Regions from separate parts of the Mus musculus genome. Here regions 1, 2 and 3 are each linked to region 4. Evidence: chromatin contacts called from public ChIA-PET, HiChIP or PLAC-seq and promoter capture Hi-C data. All regions are on one chromosome and are shown on one strand. Each heading gives the region's core, a stretch centred on a gene start, on an enhancer-like site or on the middle of the called end of the contact. The rest is flanking DNA. Distances are from core to core; before and after follow the strand shown. Region 1 holds the start of Rrp7a (ribosomal RNA processing 7 homolog A (S. cerevisiae)). Region 2 has its middle 23 kb from the start of Nfam1. Region 3 overlaps Gm41366 (a long non-coding RNA gene). Region 4 holds the start of Tbrg3 (transforming growth factor beta regulated gene 3).

Region 1 (2,700 bases), core at 62-2,561, 220 kb before region 4:
TAGTCGTGTGTCATCACAGCAACGGTAACCCTAATGAACACACAAGTATCCTCCTGCTTCAGCCAGGATTAAAGCCATGCCCAGATGGATAAAGTTTATTTGGGCTCACTTCAGTTTGTAAAAATTTAAAAAATCTGCCAAGCATGGGTGATGTGTGGCAGTGTCCACCTTTAATCCCAGCACTGGAGGAGACAGAGGCAGACAGATCTCATGTGAAACTGAACCCAGCCTAGTCTACATAGCTAGCCTCAGGTCAGCCCAGGCTACATGGTGAAATCCTGTCTCAGCACACACACAGTATTTTCTTGAGGGAGAGAGCTCATGCCATGAGGCATAAGCCATGGAGTGGGTGTGGAGGTCAAAGGATAACTTGCTGAAAACAATTCTCATCTTCCATGGATGTAATTCAAGATGTCAGGCTTGCCAGCAAGTACTCTTTGTTTACAGTTTCAACCCCAGGCCTCTCAGCCCCTTGCTCTCTCAACTAAAGAGACTGACTGTTCATGGCATCTCACTGCACAAAATCCCAGTTGCACCACGATTTATACGGAATGCTATTTATTTTTTAAAAATTTATAGTCGGGGGCTGGTGAGATGGCTCAGCGGGTAAGAGCACTGACTGCTCTTCCAGAGGTCCTGAGTTCAAATCCCAGCAACCACATGGTGGCTCACAACCATCCGTAATGAGATCTGTCACCCTCTTCTGGTATGTCTGAAGACAGCTACAGTGTACTTATGTAAAATAATAAATAAATCTTTAAAAAAAAAATCTCAAATAAGCCAGGCAGTGGTGGCACACGCCTTTAATCCCAGCACTCGGGAGGCAGAGGCAGGCAGATTTCTGAGTTCGAGGCCAGCCTGGTCTACAGAGAAAGTTCCAGGACAGCCATGGCTATACAAAGAAACCCTGTCTCAAAGAAAAAAAAAAATTATAGTCGGGCAGTGGTGGCACACGCCTTTAATCCCAGCACTTGGGAGGTAGAGGCAGGCGGATTTCTGAGTTCGAGGCCAGCCTGGTCTAGAGTGAGGACAGTCAGAACTACACAGAGAAACCCTGTCTCGAAAAACAAACAAAAATTATGTGTTGAGTGTGCCTGTGCACCACGTGTCCTGGAACTGGGTTCCAGATAATTTTTGAGTGATCGGAAACGAACCCCTATCCTCTGGAAGAGCAGCCAGTGCTCTTTCCATTTATTGCTCCAGCCTCCCTCTACTTCCCAATAGGACAGGGAAGGCTAAATCTTAGGGCCGGGCAAGATCCCGGGAGGCGGGCCTAGGGCTGAGAGGGCGGGGCCCCGCGTGACGCCGTCGTCGTGGAAACGCAGCGGCGCCGGAACACGGAACTCCCAGCCGTCTCTGCGCTCCCAGTTGGCCAAGATGGTGTCTCGCAGGAAGAAACGGAAGGCTGGCGGCCACGAGGAGAGCATACCGAGCCCACCGGGGTATTCAGGTGAGCAGCTGAGGGCCAGGGACCCACCATTTTGCGGGAAGGTGGCTTGCAGGTGGCAGAGGCCCTGGCAACTCGTCAGGTATCGGGGTGCAGGACCCCGCCGCCCCGACTCTGGGTGCTGATTCCGCGGCTGTTCCTCCGAAAGGCCTTGGGCTCGGGCGCGGTTCCTCCAGGCGGCGCCAGGCGTCCTAGGCCCAGCGTTGCAGCTTCGTCGTCCTCAGAAGCTAGTTATCCGCTGTTCTGCTCGTGTCTCGTTCTTTAACAAGCGCTTCCGCAGCTGTCGCCCTCCCAGCCCCGAGATTCGCATCCCACTGGTGTAGACTTAACTGGGAAGGTGGGGCTAAGTCGGCAGGAGGGGTGGGGGGGGGGGAGTTAGCCCTAAACGAAGAATGGGTGGAGGGAAGAGAGTTGGTGTGCCAAGCAGAGCAGCCCATGCTATGGGGGGGGGGGGGGGGGGCTGATGATGTCAGACAGCGGATGCTCCGAGAACGCAACACTGTGCCCGCCCCCTCAGCCTCCTGCGGTGATTATCCGAATACATTTCCCTCCAGCTTCCCGTGGATGGGTGGATGAACAGGCGGGCCGATGGAGCTAGAAAGAGACATAGTGAATTGGAACTTGGGTGGCATAGACACAGACCTCCTTTCAGGGTACCCCAAACTCTCCTGCGCTCGTTTCCCCTGTTAGCTGTTCCAGTCAAGTTCTCGGCAAAGCAGCAGGCTCCTCATTACCTCTACATGAGACAGCACCGAGTTCGCCAAGGCACCCAGTCCACATGGCCTCCCGATCGAACCCTTTTTATCCTTAATGTGCCCCCGTACTGCACACAGGTAAGAGTCTGGTAGACCAGTGGGTTGTGAATGGGGGCTTGCCACGGGCCCTACAGAATCCTGGTGGTCAGATGGAAATTCCTACAAAACCCTCAGTGGAGGATGTTGAAAGACTGGGAGTTTCAGAATAAAAATATGTTTTGTTTTTTTTTTTTTCTCCCTGCCGCCGTCTAGGCAGGGTCCCCCTCTCCCTGGGCTGTTCAGAACTTCCTGAGGCTCAGGCTGGCCTCGAACTTGCTGTACTTCCCCACCCTCCCCGTCTCAACTCATTACAGTTATGAGTGGTCACACCTGGTTTGGAAATTATCCTTCCAACCATTATTTTATTTGTTTGTCTGTTAGTTTTTCATTTTTAAAAGACAAGTCTAACAGTAATCACTGCAGTTCTTTCTAGACATACTTATTAATTTTTTACAGAAA
Region 2 (2,700 bases), core at 156-2,655, 160 kb before region 4:
TTGGTCCTGTTCACCCTCCCTGCTGTGCTACATCTCCTGTCCTTGGCTCACTCCCCCTCACTCTCCAGCCTCGCTGGGCTCTGCTGACAAACTGACAAGAGACATTGTTGCCATTTCATCATGCCCCGTCCTTATCAAAGCTGTTCTCAGAAAACTTCCCTGTAGAATGTTCTGGAGTTGGCTGTGGGCACACAGCTTTGTAAATGTACTTAAAAAAAAATTAAATTGTATACTTTAAGTAGTCACGTTTTACAGTTAAATCTTCATAAGGCTATTCCCGGCTCCCTCTTCCTTTCCTTTATGAGAAGGGGAGTCACACTGGTCTCAGACTTGTCACTCAGTCTCAGTCTCCAAAATGATGGGATTACAGGTATTGCTGCCCCCTGGTTTGTTCACTTAATTAAAAAAAATTATGTGTATGGGTATTTTGCCTGCATGTATGTTTATGCGTTACATGCATGCAGTGCTAACAGAGGCCAGAAGAGGGCGTCAGAGCCCCTGAAATGGGAGTTACAGGTGGCTGGGAGCCATGTGGGTGCCGGGAATCAAACGGTCTTCTGTTAAGAACACCCCGCATTCTTAACCCCGGCGCCATCTCTCCAGCCCACCAGTTTACTTTTTAAGTACAAGAGAATTGTAGGGCAACAACCCTGTGCTGGGCTGTCATATCAAACGTCTCCAGTTCACTGCCCTGTTTTGCGGCATCTATGACTTGCACCGCCTTTCCTAACTGGGACATCCCTACTGCAGCCTCCTGCCAGCTAGTTCCTGGCTGTTCTCAAGGCTGAGTTTCTAACTTTGTCTTTACTGGCTATTTACCTCTGTCGCTGCTACAGTCACAGCTGTACTGACCCATCAGTTTGTCAGGTGTCTCTGGCTCTATCTCTGCAGCAACCGGGGCTGGCTTGGTGCCTAGCCCCTCCACATTTGACTTTACCCATCCCCCTATTGATTCTTGGGCCCTCTATAGCCAATGAGAATATATATAGTCCACACTAGGCTCATGGAGACTTCAGAAGTATGGTTATAGCTCCGCCCTCCCCGCCCCCCATTTAGCTTTTTCTTAACCTCTGAATTAACAATTAGCAATTTAGCAAGAACCACCTTCCTTGTCTTTCCAGAATGCTGCTTCTACCTTTGGGGGGTGGGGAGGGGTGAATAGACAAGGGGACTACATGTTCTCACAGAATGAGAGAGGAAAAGGCCAATTAACATTCAGCTAAGAGAGAGCATGATTTCTCCTATCAGCAATAAAAACTGACAGCTCTATCAGAAAATGAGCCGGGGGAGCCACAAAGCCTGGCAAGGCAGGGCGCCTGCAGCCCCAGCAGGAGTGATGAAGATGGCTGAGGGCAGGAACCGCTGCTGGGAGTCAGGGAACCACCAAAGGAAGCGCCTGGGGAGCCCAGCGGCTGCCACTCGGCTCCCGCTTTTGATCCCGCCCCAGGCAAGAAGAGCAGTGCTGCGCAGGCTTTATCCCTGTGACTCGGAGCTGCCACTCTCCCGCCGGCCTCTCCCCACGCACTCGTTTCCCCCTAACCTTATCATAAAAGGAGGCCACGTGGTGTCTATTTATGGCAGCGCGGTGGTCCGGGGAGAGGAGGCTCGCGGTGTGCCAATTCTGAGAGCTGGTGGAATTGCTCCGGTCCTTCGGAGCTTGCCATGCGGTGAAAGAATAAACGATGTGGGGGCAGGGCCGTGACTCCCACTGCACCTCCAGCTGACATCCAAGTCCCTTCCTCAGAGCCTCCGGGGTGATTTGTGTTATCAATCAGAGCTGCTGAACAGATCGGGCCTCCTAGAGCCCTAGAGCAAGAACCGAGCCGTGAGATGAGAGGAGGGTGGGTATGGGGGGGGGGGCACCCTCATTTGGCTTGAAAGAGAAGATCGGTCCCTTTACAAAACTACATTTCTACTTGATGCTTAAGTAGAATGGCTTTTAAAAACGGAAAGAGAGGACGCCAGCGAGAGAGGGAAGCTGCAGTGGTCTAGGGGCTGGCGAGATGGCTCAATGGACAAAGGGTCTTGCGGCCCATGCCGAGCTAGAGGACCTAAATATGAGCCCACCCTCATGACAGGAGGAGAGAATTGATTCCTGAAAGTATTTTGTCCTTCACAGGATCTCACCCTCCCTCCCTTCTCTTTCTCCATCCTTCGCCCCCTCCCTTCCCAGCCCCCCTCCTTTCTCCTGTTCCCCTCCCCCTCCCCCTCCCTCCCACCACCACCACCAAAAAAAAAAAAGTAGTGTAGAGTATATTGCTTGCTTTCATCTTCAGCACAGCAGGGGCAGTTTGGGGCTGCTTGTGCATACTTCTGTATATATGACAATGAAACAGAGGCAGAGGCAGAGGCAGAAATGCCCAGGCATCCTCGGGGCTATCCTGGGCCTATCCTGGACCCCGTTCTTCTGAGAGGTCTTTAGCATCCTGATCAGGCTCAGCAGCACAGATGACAGCTGTGGTGTTCTGGTTAGCTCTCTGTGTGCGTTTATTGAGACAAATGCTCCTCCTGTAGTCTGGGGTGACCTTGAACTCACTGTGTGGCTGAGGATGGCCTGGATGGAGCCTCTCATCTTTTGCCACCTCCCGGGTCCAGCCTGCATGCTTTTGAACTTGAATTTTAATCCAGTCTCACATCTAAAACGATTTCCCTTCTTTTGGGTCTCAGTACAGTAGACATAGAAAGGCGGCAAAGTCGGGG
Region 3 (2,700 bases), core at 146-2,645, 180 kb before region 4:
ACCTGAGGACATGTCCTTACTTCGTTGTCACAGACTACTAGAGCTGGGGTGGGTGGGCAGTGGATGCAGACTTGCAAATGTAACGACAGCCCGCTTAGACCATCTAGCCATGCCAGCTGGTCTGCTTGGTCTGTGAGACATTCTCTTAAGTTGTCATTGTTGTTTACGCAGAAGGTCTGACATTATAGCCCAAGCTGGCCTGGAAATCACTATGTAGCCCAGGCTGTTCATGAAATTCCTGTCTCAGATCACAGGCGAAAGCCACCATGCCTGGGGCTATGTGCCATTCTTTTTTTTAAGATTTAGTTTTGTGGGGCTGGAGAGATGGCTCAGCAGTCAAGAGCACTGGCTACCCTTTTCGAAGATAGGTGTTCTGTTCCCAGCCATGGCCACCAACAACTGGTTGTAACTCCAGTTGCAGCAGATCCACACCTTCCATGGCCTCTGCAGGGATGCTGGCACTCAGGAGCAGAGGCAGGCAAATCTCTGAGTTTGAGGCTAGCCTGGTCTACAGAGTAAGTTCCTAGACAGCCAGGGCTACACAGAGAAACCCTGTCTCAGAATAAAAGAAAAACTATTTTGCCAAGTGTGATGGCACATGTCCCTGGAATACCAGCACTTGAGAGGCAGAGGTAGAGGCAGAAGGGCTGCTGAAAGTTAGAGACTGGCTTGGTCTCCATAGCAACTTTCAGGCATTGCAGGATCTGACTTTAAAGGAACAGAATAGAATGGCCTTTCCCAGTGTAGCTTTAAGGCCCGACTCCACCCACCCAGTCCATCCTGGGCCTCTGTCTTGTCGGCTGTAAACGGCTGTGCACACTGTCATTGGCTGTGAGGCTTAAACCAGCCAAGGGCTCAGAGGTTTGCCTGGCACAGGTGGGTCTTGAGGCTCCTTAGCCGTCAATTGACCAATTCCTTAGTCAAGACATAATGTGCTCAAACTTAGGGGGCTGCAGACATCACCAGGAGATGCTCTGCCAGGAAGAGGGCAGAAGCAAATGTGTTTGATGGGAGCAGAGAAAACTCTCTGAATGTACACACCTAGCCTTTATTTATGTGTGTGTGTGTGTGTTTAATGTGTTCTAGGGATCTGAAGAGTTCATCGTGTTTGCCGGCAAGCACTTTACCAGCTGAGCCGCATCCCCAGCCCCACCCACTTGTGGACTTCTTCAAGTGAGCATGTCGCTATCCTTGGTCCTCCTAGTGATGGGGAAGGCAGGACGGATGGAGGCACGTTGTTGTTAGGAAGAGCCTGAGGAGGCTGCTGTGGATCTTACTGTTTGCATAGGAGAGGGAGGCCATTTCCAGCTCAGGAAACAGCCTGACCACAGGCGTGGAAGAGAATGTCTAACGGGCAGAGGGACTGGCAGGAAGTCCTGCGGCACAGGCGGAGGGGCACAGAGGACGTGGGAGTCAATCTCACCTGTAAACACACATTGCGCAATCGAACGCGGCGTGATGCCAGCTCAGAAACGTGAGCGATTGTTGGTTTTGAATCGGCTCTAGCTGCGTTATGCGGTTTTTCTTTGTTCATTTCTCACACGTTATAGGGTGCTCTTGCCAGAGACTTGTCAATACCCGTCTCTTCGAGGATCCAGCTGTGGCTCCACTGATTCGCTCTTGGTTTTATCCTTGACAGATCTGTTTCCTCTGTGATTTCCCTCCTTCCTATTTTGTTATCAGCTACCAGTTATCAGCCTTGGGTTTTCTGTTCTGTGGTGGGCACTGAAGGTTACGCCTCCCCGGAGCCTTGCTTTAGAATGAATGTCCTTCTAGGTTCATCTCCTGATGACCTCACTGTCTTAGTTCTGAGTAGTTTCTTGTTTCCCTTCCCTTTTCTTTCTTTCTTTTTTGTTTTTTGTGTTTTGTTTTGTTTTGAGACAAGGTTTCTCTGTGTAGCCCTAGCTGTTCTGGAACTCATTCTGTAGACTAGACCAGACTGGCCTCAAACTCAGACATCCCTCTGTCCCACTCCACATACACACCCATGTTGGGATTAAAGGCATTCTTTTTTAGAAATATTTATTTATTTATTATATGTTAGTACACTATAGGCGTCTTCAGACACCCCAGAAGAGGGCATCAGATCTCATTACAGATGGTTGTGAGCCACCATGTGGTTGCTAGGATTTGAACTCAGGACCTTCGGTAGAGCAATCAGTGCTCTTAACCATTGAGCCATCTCTCCAGCCCCAATTAAAGGCATTCTTAAGTTTCTTGTTTTCTTCTGAGGTTTCCCTTACCTTTAAAAACACTTTTTTAAAAGACAGGCTCTTATGTAGCACCAGCTATCCTAAAATTGACAATGTAGCCATGGCTGTCTTTGAACTCTTTTGCATGTGTGTGTGTGTGTGTGTGTGTGTGTGTGTGTGCGTGTGTGATGTCTGTATGTATATGCATACATTTGTGTGTATGTGGTTGTGTGCGCCACAACACACATGTGGAAGTCAGGGGATAGCCTTGGGTAACAGTTTTTACCGTCATCCTTTTGGGACAGGGATGTTTGTGGTAAGGTCCAGGCTTAGCTGACCCACCAGTTCCAGGGATTCTCCTGCCTTTCATCTCACCATAGGAGCACTAAGATCACAGGCACACTGTGTACCTGTGTTTACACGTGTCTGGGCACGGCACTCAGGTTTACACACTTGTATGGCCGGTGTATTTACTTGCTGAGCCCCCTGCCAGCCCAGCTCTGATCCT
Region 4 (2,700 bases), core at 44-2,543:
GCCCCTGCGAGGCGGCCACGGCCTCAGCCGGGGGAGCCCTCCCTGAGGCGCGCCGGAGCGGGGAGTGAGCCAGCGAGCGCGCGGGCCGGAGCGAGCCTCTAGGGGCCGCGGCCCCGGCCCGCCCCGCCGTCGGCCTGGGCGTCCGCGCTGGAGGCGGTGGAGGCACCCCCACCCCCACCCCGCGCCGCGCCGCCGCCCCCTCCCCTCCCAGCGCCGGCGGAGGCCGAGGGACGGGCCGGGGGGCTCCTGCAGGTAACCGCCGCCCGGCCTGAGGAGAAAGGGCAGCCCGAGGGGCCGGGACCGGGCCGCGCCGCTCAGGCTGGCTGCTGGGAGCACAGGTCGTGGCCCGGCCCGCCCTGCAAGTGCTGAGCCTCGGGAGTCGCGGAGCGGGCTGAGGGGACCGGCGTGGGCTGCCGAGGGGTCAACGGCCAGGACCGGCGTCAGGGCAGAGCGGCCGGAGGCTCTGGGGCTGCGGGCGGAGATACCTGGTCGTTGCGGCCTGAGGTGCTGAGGGGTCCACGTTCTTGGCAGCCCCGCGGGGACCGGCGTTGCTGGCCTCTTGGCCGGGGGCTGGGGGCGAGGCACCCGTGAAGGGCCGGGCTTGGAGCGGGCCGGGGAGGGGCCGGCTGGGGCTGGCGGAGCAGCCGCGCGAACACCTGAGGCCATGTGGATGCGGCTGCCTGTCGCCTGCCGGCGGCCCAGAGCAGGTACCCGGCGGCGGGGCGCGAGCTAGGGGCGCAGGATGCACTTCCTGTGTGGGGCGCTCTCCCCTCCCCCGCCGCGGTGAGCAGGGCAGGGCGCAGGGTCCCGCGGAGTCCACGAAGGAGCTCTTTCTCGCGGGTAGGGGATGGGAAGGCGAGGCTCTGAGTCTCTCTTCCTCATTCTCACGGAAAAGTGGTGGCTTATAGAAGAGTTTGCTATCCGGCCTGCGGCGGGAGGTGGGATGTCTTGAGTGCGCCGGGATGGGAGTGGAATTTAGTGTGTGTGTGTGTGTGTGTGTTGGGGGGGGGCAGTGGAGCTGCGGATTCCTCCACGGTTTGTGGGTGCGGACACCAGTTTTGCTTGCCTGCCTGTATTCAACTCCTTTGGGGACGAATCAGAATTAGGGGTTTCTACCCGAGCTCTGCGTTCTCCCTCCAGAGATTAGATGACTCTGGTAAATGCTATAAAAATGGATGGAATTTTTGAGCTATTATCTAACAGGCTGATCTTTGAATGATAATTGGACCCTTATGTTAACAGCCTTAGTGAAGAGTTTTATAAAAGATTTTACATGGGGTGGCATTGGCAGCTGGGGAAACGGCACTAAATTCTGATCTAGGAGGCCTGGAATGCACTTCCAGCTTGGCCACCAAATAAACTGTAGCCCTGGGCAAGTTACCTACCCTCTCATGCCTCAATTACACTTCTGTTAAAGACTCCCTTGCAGGCCAGACATTTCGAAGGTTTATTTGAGTTTGGTTTGGTGGTTCTTCCACTCCGGTTTTGTGCTCGCTCTCATTTTGATCATAGGAACTTTACTGAGAGATGTAAGATGCGCCTCACTGGCTTGAGAAGTAACTTGGTCAGGGTAGTTTGTGCTCAATTCCCAGTGCTTTTCTGTGCTTCTGAAGAGAAAACGCACACTATTAATAGCAGTCTAGCTTATGTTGAATGCACATTATTATGCTTTTTTTTTTTCCTTTGTGATAAGAGTTTTCCGAAAAAGCACTGGCTAATTGGGAAATATGGATGCGATGATTGGGTCTGTTTTTGTTGGAAGCCCTTTCCACGTGGGGAAGGGATGCTATTTCAAGATCTTTTAGGTGACTCTTACTTGGCTAACTTCAAATTCCAATTTCAGTCTTGGAGTAGGGATAAAGTAGAATTAGCTATGCGATGTAGTAGGCTTGCAGAATTAATATCCACCTCAGGATGCAGTAAATGGTTTGCATCCCCGGTTTATTCCTAGTGGTAGCAGGGTACTTCCCTGGCAGATGCTGAAGAACCCGTTAGTTTTACTGATTTTCTGGTGTGTGAGGGCCCTGGGCCATATGCTTTTGAATGGTAAGTACTCTTAGACCAACTTGGATTTTGCTCTTGTTTGTGGAAGACTTTGTTTTGTTTTGTTTTTGTTTGTTTTTTTGTTTTTGCTCAATTCCCCATAAAATATAGCTCACTATGGTTTTTTTAGATCATTTTTTAAAAAATTTTGGTCTGTATAGCCTTAATGGTCTTTAAACGTGGATGGCAAAATGGGCTCATAATGTTTATCTTGTGTATGTGTTAAAAGAAGGTTTTCTTTTATATTAGTTAAAATCATGCCTGTCACATAAGGAGACACTTAAGATTATACATATGAGTTATTTGGAATTTTTTATTAGGACTTGAATTATGACCTCATGTTTACTGTATGATTTGAAAAAGTGCCAGTTACTTGAATTAGAAGCACCTCTCACACTCAAGTATGTATTATGCTTGTTTTATGGCTTATGAAAAAATTACTATAAAGCTTTACTGTGGTAGTTTGTGAGTGTGTATGTATGTACGTATGTATATGAGAGATCTTACATAGGTAAGATAGTAGGAGAATTGCCTTTATTAAGTTTTAACTTAGAGAGGAAAGGAAGCTAACATTTACGTTAAAAACAAAAACAATGTATGGACTTAGGCCAAAGAATTCTAAACTGTCCTAAAATGTCTACCCAGTGGACCTAAGAG

The links. ChIA-PET counts read pairs in DNA pulled down with a chosen protein or histone mark. HiChIP or PLAC-seq counts read pairs in DNA pulled down with a chosen protein or histone mark. Capture Hi-C pulls out chosen DNA fragments and counts their contacts.
Region 1: a contact with region 4 is called in a promoter capture Hi-C map of liver. The contact joins the promoter of Rrp7a here to the promoter of Tbrg3 in region 4. A contact is called at or near these places in 8 of 39 promoter capture datasets (the 3T3-L1 cell line, 3T3-L1-derived adipocytes, cranial neural crest and 4 more), 3 of 484 Hi-C or Micro-C datasets (B cells, CD8 T cells and cortical neurons), 8 of 115 datasets of contacts at active chromatin or transcription factors (craniofacial prominence, effector CD8 T cells, embryonic basal ganglia and 5 more) and 3 of 9 other capture datasets (adipose tissue, liver and pancreatic islet).
Region 2: a contact with region 4 is called in an H3K4me3 HiChIP or PLAC-seq map of forebrain, with 4 times the contacts expected there. The contact joins the enhancer-like site here to the promoter of Tbrg3 in region 4. A contact is called at or near these places in 19 of 39 promoter capture datasets (the 3T3-L1 cell line, 3T3-L1-derived adipocytes, the HPC-7 cell line and 12 more), 13 of 484 Hi-C or Micro-C datasets (B cells, the C3H10T1/2 cell line, CD4 T cells and 7 more), 23 of 115 datasets of contacts at active chromatin or transcription factors (DN3 thymocytes, astrocytes, bone marrow-derived macrophages and 15 more) and 3 of 9 other capture datasets (adipose tissue, liver and pancreatic islet).
Region 3: a contact with region 4 is called in an RNA polymerase II ChIA-PET map of memory CD8 T cells, with 22 read pairs. The contact joins the enhancer-like site here to the promoter of Tbrg3 in region 4. A contact is called at or near these places in 4 of 39 promoter capture datasets (the C10 cell line, the HPC-7 cell line, cranial neural crest and 1 more), 1 of 484 Hi-C or Micro-C datasets (nephron progenitors), 13 of 115 datasets of contacts at active chromatin or transcription factors (embryonic basal ganglia, embryonic forebrain, embryonic hindbrain and 8 more) and 3 of 9 other capture datasets (adipose tissue, liver and pancreatic islet).

The regions. Positions count from the first base shown.
Region 1 is chr15:83,121,412-83,124,111 of GRCm38.p6, reverse strand. It overlaps Rrp7a (ribosomal RNA processing 7 homolog A (S. cerevisiae)), which reads left to right and starts at 1,311. Exons shown (of 7, transcript NM_029101.4): 1 at 1,311-1,450; 2 at 2,138-2,280. The coding sequence starts at 1,378.
Region 2 is chr15:83,055,531-83,058,230 of GRCm38.p6, reverse strand. No RefSeq gene overlaps it. Among named protein-coding and RNA genes, the nearest start is that of Nfam1, 23 kb to the right of the region's middle. Within about 2 kb of position 1,405, at least 89 of the 459 cell types and tissues checked have an H3K27ac peak or open chromatin away from gene starts, as enhancers often do. A contact at or near this core is called in embryonic forebrain, forebrain, hippocampal neurons and 3 more, where this site is marked.
Region 3 is chr15:83,074,861-83,077,560 of GRCm38.p6, reverse strand. Gm41366 (a long non-coding RNA gene) reads left to right here. Exons shown (of 3, transcript XR_875504.1): 3 at 1,087-1,885. Among named protein-coding and RNA genes, the nearest start is that of Gm41366, 6.0 kb to the left of the region's middle. Within about 2 kb of position 1,395, at least 25 of the 459 cell types and tissues checked have an H3K27ac peak or open chromatin away from gene starts, as enhancers often do. A contact at or near this core is called in memory CD8 T cells, where this site is marked.
Region 4 is chr15:82,897,054-82,899,753 of GRCm38.p6, reverse strand. Tbrg3 (transforming growth factor beta regulated gene 3) reads left to right here and starts at 1,293. Exons shown (of 1, transcript NR_027799.1): 1 at 1,293-2,700. All of the region lies in intron 1 of Tcf20 (transcription factor 20), which reads left to right. It overlaps Gm20324 (predicted gene, 20324), which reads right to left and starts at 674. Exons shown (of 4, transcript NR_045068.1): 1 at 486-674.